Linked DNA regions of Delphinus delphis: region 1 is linked to region 2. A link is a contact called in public Hi-C data. All regions are on one chromosome and are shown on one strand. Each heading gives the region's core, a stretch centred on a gene start, on an enhancer-like site or on the middle of the called end of the contact. The rest is flanking DNA. Distances are from core to core; before and after follow the strand shown.

The links. A called contact is a pair of places that touch in the nucleus more often than the background predicts.
Region 1: a Hi-C map of lung shows a contact between it and region 2, with 3 times the contacts expected there. The contact joins the promoter of GAR1 here to the promoter of SEC24B in region 2. A contact is called at or near these places in 2 of 3 Hi-C or Micro-C datasets (lung and muscle).

Annotation. Positions count from the first base shown.
Region 1 is chr5:109,316,885-109,321,285 of mDelDel1.2, forward strand. GAR1 (GAR1 ribonucleoprotein) reads left to right here and starts at 2,219. Exons shown (of 7, transcript XM_060011833.1): 1 at 2,219-2,469; 2 at 2,809-3,022. The coding sequence starts at 2,821.
Region 2 is chr5:109,013,485-109,017,737 of mDelDel1.2, forward strand. SEC24B (SEC24 homolog B, COPII coat complex component) reads left to right here and starts at 2,186. Exons shown (of 24, transcript XM_060012876.2): 1 at 2,186-2,320. The coding sequence starts at 2,194. LOC138414087 (a long non-coding RNA gene) reads right to left here and starts at 1,318. Exons shown (of 4, transcript XR_011246491.1): 1 at 1,220-1,318.

The sequences.
Region 1 (4,401 bases), core at 969-3,468, 300 kb after region 2:
AAAACACCATTCTCTACTCAAAGGAGCACCAAGTTACACAATGTGAACCACTGAACTATACACTTCAAAATGATTAATGTAGTTTATGTTATGTGTATTTTACTACAATTGAAAAAAGAGCATTGACAATTATTATTGGACTACCATGTCTACGTGTCTATAAGCTGCTGATCATGTTAATGTACTAGGATGGATATATACATATATATGTTTATATATGTTTATATTACATATATATTTATATTATGCAGGGTTTTCTGAGACATAAAAATTACTTCAATGGTTCTTCCAGGGTAAAAAGATAGAAAAAGGCTGGTCTAATGGATGGCAAATGGAGCTTTTCCAAGAAGGAAGTGATTGCAAATGGCAGGAAAAAAGAAGCAAGGCAATGATGCTGGCCTGATGGGGCAGAGAAATGGTGTACAGCACTGGAAGGAAAAAAAATTAATTATATAGAAGGCCTAGTCAATGTAGAGATTTTACTTTAGACTTGTTGTTAAAGGACATGGAGAACTATTTGGGATCCTGAGGATGGCTATGGTACGAGGAAACTTTTAATAAGTTCAGTATGTCATCACACGCAGTACAGATGGGAGGAAGAAAAGCCTGGAAGCATTTAATTTGAGACAACAAAGATGCTTAGAGCGTGAGGAAGTTATAGTTCACTGTAATTATTTCTCAACTTTTGAGTTGCCGTAGATTATACTGGGCGATTTCGGTTAGGAATAACAGAGGAAAGTGTGGTAGTGGCAACAGAAGGCCTGTAACAACAGTACAAGCTTTAGATGGAATGAACAGAAATTGAGCGCTTTAGATAAAAGAGACTGCAACTAAGGTTGGGTGGGGATGGTGACAAAGATGATGGAGAGTGCTCAAAGGCTTGAGTCCAAAGACGCAGAAACCAAGAGTATGATGCTACCATGAGGACAAACAGGCAATTGGAATGATGAATAATTTGGAGAGAGCAAGGAGTGAGACTGGGGGTGGTGGTACAGCAAAGGACTGAGGGCTGTGAGAATCCATGGTTCCACTTTGTCCCTCTAACTAGCTAGGGAAGTTACTTCGCTTCTCTGTCAGTTCCTTACACGTAAGATAAAGGGGCACCACGTAATCTTGAAGGTCCCATAAAAGTTCAATGGTTTCATCACACTGAGTTGAGGATAATACTGGGACACCAAATGGAGATAAAACATTGAACGTAAACAGAGTAAAATAGAGCAGGGCAGTTATGAATAATTCTACCTCTGTATGATGTATAGAATTTAAAGTACATTTATCAAATCTGAATAAAAGTTCATTTACCAAAATTTTTTTATCTATATGACTGATGCTTTTTCAAGAAGCTTACACTTTAGTGTAGAAGACATACTGTGATTCCTAATATTTCCATAGTTAAGTTTATGAAGTTCTTCCAATATGAAAATAACCCTCTAAAGAAGGTACCAATCCCCACCCTCTTTCAAAGAGGCGGTTGACTGCGCTATATCAAGGTAAGGTCTCAGAAGATTCGAGTGAAAAGAGACCAACCAAATTTAACAAATAGAGGGTGGCTAGCCTTCTTTGGGAGAGAAGTTTTAGCGGAAGTTGAAGTCAAATATCAAGGACTTAAAGACAGAAGGGGAGAGGGGCTTGTGGTATAGACAGTGTCCTGCGGGGCTGAAAACGTACTTGACAAAGGAATAAACTATCTGGTACAAAAGACAAAAACATGGTCTGGCTTTCTGTCAGGTAACAGTTTCTTTAAAAGGACACACACACACACACACACACACACACACACTTTTTTTTCTTCCTTTCGTGAAACCATAGTACAAAACGATGGGCACAGTACTGCCCACAATCTCGCGTACTTGGAAAGATCCGGAAGAAACAAGCGACTCGAAAGAACGCAGACAAGCCCTTCCACTAAGTTCCGACGCGGCCAGATCCACCTCCCGGCAGAGCGCGGCTCAAACGTCCTCAGAGCCACGGGCAGCACAGTTGCTGGAGCCGCAACCAATTGACGAACGAGGGGACTGCAGCGTAGCCTGAGAGGACAGGGTGCACGGCCACTCAGCTGCCACCAGGTACAAGCCGATCCGCTGGGAGAGGGGCGGTCCCTGACGCCAGCCATTGCCAAGGGCAACGCCGCGGGGCGGCACTTCCTGCAACGTCACGCTGCAAAGGACGCCGCTATTGTACGTCACTTCCTCCGCTGGCCGTAGGCAAATAGACCTAACTGTCGTAAAGTAGCGGTTGACGTTAGATATTATTGATACCCTTCCATCGCTGAAGGCTTTTTCGGGCAGGTGACAGCGTCCCTGATTCCGCGGGTGACTGGCTGGCTTTCTGAACCAGTTATTCGAGTTTCTATTTGGTTCCCTCCCCACCTCCGTTTTGTGCCGGTACGGTGGCCGAAGAGGCTCTTGTGCGGCGGAAGTACCGGGCGGGAGAGTGTGAGCCTCCGGGCCTGAGGTGCACGTGGCGCCGGTGAGTGGCGGGAGGGGGCCGGTCGGTCTGAGGATGCTGGAGGTGGAACCCAGCGGAGGGAGGAGGGGAATGCGGCTGAAGACCTTGCTGCCAGCTGGGGGAGGAAGTACTCACCGGGGGTGACGGGGCTGGTGAGTGGGTGGTCAGCGCTCACAGGGCTTTGGGGAGGGGACACTCACTCTTCGGGCTCGTCGCTGGCCGCCTGGCCATGGGTGAGGTGGCAGGGTTGCTATTATTATTGTTGTCTACTTTTATGGTTTCTGACTGAGGCTCAGAGGGGTTCGGTGGTGCTCCCAGAGGCCACAGTGACTGAAAGGCACGCCCTGTTTTTCTAACCAGGTGGGAGCGAGCATGTCTTTTCGTGGCGGAGGTCGCGGAGGCTTTAGTCGAGGTGGCGGCTTCGGTCGCGGCGGCAGCAGCAACCACCACTTCCGAGGTGGAGGCGGCGGCAATTTTAGAGGCGGCGGCGGCGGCAGAGGAGGATTTGGACGAGGGGGCGGCCGCGGAGCTTTTAACAGAGGCCAGGACCACGGACCTCCAGAGCAAGTAGTTTGTAAGTAGTCTTCAAAGCTTGGCCCACCGCGGGGCGAGGGTGGAGTGGGGTCGGGGGACGGAGGTTGTGGGTTTGTGTTATTAGTAAGTTTGACTGGGAGTCAGGTGCTGAAAGATAGATCCAGCAGCTCTCTCTCCTACGGAGGTTGCTGCTTGATCGGGGAGTCAAGCCTCTGGAGAGGCTGTAAAGTGACGTATAATCGTGCTGTAGAAGTAAGGGGGAGATAAGAAAGCTGAAGGACAGTTAGAATGCATCGTGGAGATGGAATTTGGGTTTGGGCTGAAAGGGAGATACAACTACGTAATATTGTGCGTTTACCCCTACTGTCCCCATTTTACAGATAAGAAAACTGATTCAGCGTTAAGTTTCTTTGCTAGGGTCATAGTGAGAAGTGATCAGTAAGTGATGTATTTGAGATACAAAGCCAGGTTTCCTGACCCCAAAGCCCATGCTTTTAATTGCTACTCATAACTAAGTGAAGTGAGTAAAAAAACTTGCTCAGAAGGGAAACTACTGGGGGGAGTCAAGAAAAAGACCTAATTAGAGGAGTTTTGGAGTAATTATCAAAGAGGTAGGATGGAAGTCATGGAAAGTGAGACAGAGATTTGACGGTAGAAGCCTACATCAGAGAAGAGAAAGGATGAACAGAGTCTAATATAAAGAGTAGGATGGATCAGTATGCAGAATGGTTTGAAGAGGTCAACGGCTAGAGTCAAAGGTCCTCGCCCCACAGCGGTCCATGCATGACACATCAGAGCATGGTGAAAGTGAGGGAAAAAAGAAGGGTTCGATGGGAGAGAGATTTCAGTGGAAACAGACTCAGTAGAACTTGGCTAATACTAGGAATAAAAGGCTCCAGGTTTTGAGCTTGGGTGATAGGAATTGAGAGTCGGTTTTGCAGGAATATGCTGAGTATTTTAGTTTGGGGTGACTGTGAGTGAGATATATAGGTAGTTATTTTGAGATTCCAGACTTCTTTGGAAAAGATCGAAGAGTCATTGGTGAAGAGGTGGTAGTAGGAACTTAGGAAAGGGGAGAAAAAAAGAAAGGGCCAGAGAACAACAAAGACTGACTTAGACTTAGGGATGGGGAGAAGGAAGAGACAATAGAATGAGGCGTAGTGTTGTTTAATCAAATAATAATAGTTATTATAGTAAAATAACTGTTATTGTAGATTGAGTGGTCTCAGTATGCCAGGCATTTTCTAAGCACTTGACATTTATTATTGCACTTGATCTTCACAATACTATACGTTAAGTGTCAGTACTGTTGTTAGCCCTACATTAAAGATGAAGACACTGAAGCACAGAGAAGGTGAGACCCGTACCCCAGGTCACATAGCTAGTATTTTGTGCAGTTGGTATACTAACCCAGGAAGA
Region 2 (4,253 bases), core at 936-3,435:
ATCTGTAATCGTGTAATATTCTCGATGAAGCAGAGTGTGGTCTTTTGTTTATGCGGGGGCTTAGGTTTTTGCGGAAAAGCTGGAAATGCTGTAGAAAAGTGCTTGCCCATTTTGTGTAGATGGATGATGTATTGTTGAAAATCCTAAAACCCAGAAAGTACAAACTATTACAAAAGACAATTGTGGGCTGTATATTTGATGATACTAATGAATTATTTTTAATGATTTTAGGTATAATAACGGTATTGTGTTTATGTTATACATTTAGAGATACATGTTGAATACCTACTGATAAAATGATATGTCTGAAATTCATTTCGAAATAATCTCAGAAGGGACTTCCCTGGCTGTCCAGTGGTTAAGACTCCACACTTCCACTGCAGGGGGCAGTGGAACTGATCCCTGGTCGGGGAATTAAGATCTCATATGCTGCACAGTGCAGCCAAAAAGAAAAAAACTTAATCTCGGGAGAGTGGATGTTGGTGCCAGTATAGATAAGCAAGATTAGCCCTGAACTGACAAATGTTGACGCTGGCTGATGAGTATATATGGTCCATTATACTACTTTCTCTTACTTTGTATTTCTTTGAAATTATCTACCTAAAATGTTAAAAAATTCAAGTAGTTTTATTAATGGGATATTGCTTTCTAGGACAGGATTGTGTTATAATATCTGTACAGTGTAATTTTCTCTAAAGATTCTGAAAATTTACATTTAACAAAATTATTGGCTTTTAAACCTAAGAATTTGGCTTAATGCATCTTTCACATGCAGGAACTAGTATATTTTAGCTTCTGGATATTGTAATGTAAAAGTATTGCTTGGGTTGCTTATTAGTGTAGTGTATAAAATGGAAAGGAAAAATTAATCAGAATTATGGAAATAAGAATAAAGATAAATTCCAAAAACAAAAGTACAAATCCAACTACTGAAATCCTATTTGTAATTCATTTGGTGCATTAAAGCACCAAGTATCATTAATTCACGGCAGCAACTAAAGGGAAGCTTCGCATTATTCTAGGACTACAACACACTTTATGTTTGGCATAATCATTCAGTAATTAGACATCGCTCCAGAAATACAACCTTGCAACATCCCATTCGGAATTCGACGCTTTTGAACAATTTCATTTCTAACAAACACAGAATGACTGTGGCATACTCAGGATTCCAAGATGGCAAAACGACTTGGGTAATGCAGTCCCAGGGCTTGCTTACCAGTTAACATGCTGGGACAGGCCAGAGATTCAACGATTTCATAAGCGAAGACAAACCACGCTGAGTTCTTGCTTTGGGTGTTACAGCTTCTCTTCTGAACATCAACAGGATGAGCCAACTCTTGGCAAAAATCATGAGGACGATAAAGTTTGCCTTTCAGCTTCCCTTATACTCCATTTCCCCCTTTCCTTTCCCAGGATTTAAGTCAGTGGGAAAAGTTCTCAATTCTTATTGAGATACTGTGCTTATCATAGAGAAATATTTCTTTTTCTTTTGCCCAGGATTATAATTCCCTATGGACAGGGAGCTTGAATGTCTATTTCCTTTAGGATTTAATATTAAGGGGGAAAACACCTCAAGATTAAAAAAAAAGCCAAACCCAGGGTTCCTCTTCGGAGGAAGGGTGAGCGGGGTCAGTCCGGCCAGGCGCTGCCTTGGTCTCTGGAGGTCACCCGCAGCTCTGGAACCCCGTCCCCGCACCGCACCGCCCGGCCCAGGCCCGCCGCGCTCCTGCCTCCGCCCCACGTGGGAGCGGGCCCAGCGCCATCTATCCTGGTCCACCCCTTTCGCCCCGAGGCGACAGCAGGTCAGCCCGGGCCCGAGGTCGCAGGGCTGGCTGGGAGGCTGCCGCCCCGCGCCCCGCCTCCGGCCTGGGCGCGCCGGGCTCCGCCTGCAGGGGGCGCTGCGGCTCGCACAGTCAGCGCCTGCCGGGAGCGACCCGCGGGGTGGGAGTCCCGCGTCTCGGGGCTCGAGGCGGCGGCGGGGCAGGGCCGGGAGGGGTTCCGGCGCCCGCAGCGGCCGAGCTAGGCTCCAGGGCGGAGCGCGAGCACTCCAGCCACGGTCCCGGGTGACTCCGTCGGTGACGCCGGGCGCGTTCCTTCCTCTTCCTCTCGCCGCTCCGGCTCCGCCTTCCCTTCCCTTCCCTCCGCCCAACTACCCGAAGCGGAGCCGCGGCCGCCGCCCGCAGTGCCGTCATGTCGGCCCCCGCCGGGTCACCTCATCCGGCCGCCAGCTCCCGGATCCCGCCCAAGCTTGGCGGAGCCGCCGCCTCAGGAGCCGCCGCGCCCGCGGGCCCGGGCCCGGGGCCTCACCAGCAGAACGGTGAGGAGGGCGGCCGGGGCGGAGCGCGGGGCCTAGTGCTGGCGGGGCAGCCTGCGCGGCCGAATCGGGCGGGGCGGGAGGGAGGGCGGTGGGAGGGGGGGCGGCTGCCGGGGCGGGGTGGGGGGCGGCACGAGGCGGGGGTCGGCCCCGGGGGTTTGGGGGGGCTGGGGGGAGGGGCGGCCCGGCGCGGGGGCCGGCCCAGGGAATCAGGGAGCAGGGCTGTCTCTGTAGTGTGACCCCGGGCCCGAAACCACGGGGACGAGTAGGGGCCATAGAAAAGGGGGAGACCAGACACCGCGTGAAATCCCTTTTATCCAGCCCGGGCGCAGGGGAGTTTCCACGGGCGACCCCTTCGCCCATATACCGGCCGAAAAGCCGAGGCCGCAGAGTGCGTGGTCCGTGGAAGGCTGGTGTAGCCATGGAGCTGGGAGGGTTGTGCCCTTCCTGTCTCAGGAAAATTGCTCTGATTTCTGAGGCCCGGCGAGCACGCTGCCTGGAAGGGAACTGAAGTTAGTGCCCAAGTTTGTAGACAAAGGGTGTAAAGATGCAACACAAGTGTAACTGTAACCCTGACCCAGTTCGGCCTCAAGATCTGTCATTGCTGCTGCGGCCGCTACTCGAGCGTTTGGAGTTTGCTGGTCGTGTTTGAAAGGGAGCAGGTGTCAAACGGATTTAAACGAATACTTTTAGATCTGGGTGTTCCCCTCCCCGCCCCCCCCCCCCCAGCTTCACTTTCAAAAACACAAAAACGTGCCAGAGTTGGCCCTGTTTGAGGCAAGGCCTTCATACCGGCAGCAGCCAATGCACCGTGAAAGCGCTTTCATACTAAGGTCGCGGGCTTTGGGGATGCGCGAGTTTCAGCTGAAAAATGATCGGTTCTAGTATTCCCTCATCTTGAGATTTGGAATGTTCGTGGCTGGGGCCGGGGGAGAGGGGGCCTCCCTTTATAGACGATAACATTTTAGATGAGAACTCTCGAAAGTGATGGACTGAATACTTAAGAATATGTCTGGTTCTCTGTAAAAGAGAGCAAGGTCTGCTGGTACTCTTTAAAAATGGTTGTTGGACTGACCTATTTTATCCAATCTGTGAAATGAAAACTTACTAGACTTTATAAACCAGTTCAGCCAGCATCTAAATTTTATAACTGATACTTTTCAAGCTTGCAGTTTATCGTTTATCCTGAGAACCAGAAGTTGATTTTTTTTCATAAGTCAAACGTGATGGCTTAGCCTTATCCTTTGGATCAGCCATACTTGTCAGTATTACGTGCTTTACTTTCACTGGTCATTGTTTACTCTATGGGTTTTGAATGTGAACAGTGTAGTAGGTTTTGTACTTCTGTCCTGAACATACATGAAGATATTATTTGTGAGCAGGTTTTGTTCTTGTAAACTTGATATAAATTCTTGTTTTTGTTTTGTTTTTAGAATAGCTTTGTGTGTGGAGGAACTAGAACATGATAATTTAGGAAGCGATCCCACGTCTTTTAGAATATTTTAAATCCATGATTAATAGTGATCCAAGGATTGTGTCTTGATTTTCTGAGTATGCATTATTGTCTTAGTGTACAGTTTTTAGAGTGGCAAGTATTTACCTCAGCCTTAACAAATTTTGTGAACGCTCAAGGAATGGCAGGATATCAGTTGTGATCAGGCTGTTAAATATGTAAAAACAAATCAGTAAATACATTTAGAAGCCAAAAATAGATGATGCTTGATTTCTGCTGTTTATAATCGTTACTTTGACATAATTCATTTCAACATTTTTTGCATGCTTGCCAGTTGGGGGCTCAAGGTTAGCCTAGTAGAAAAGACAGAATCCCTGCCTTTCTTGTAAATTGACCTGTATTTTGGTGACATTTGAGTTGGTTATGACCTTGAGGGATTTGACAGGGATGGATAGGAGAGGAGGGCCATCTCAAGGACATGAA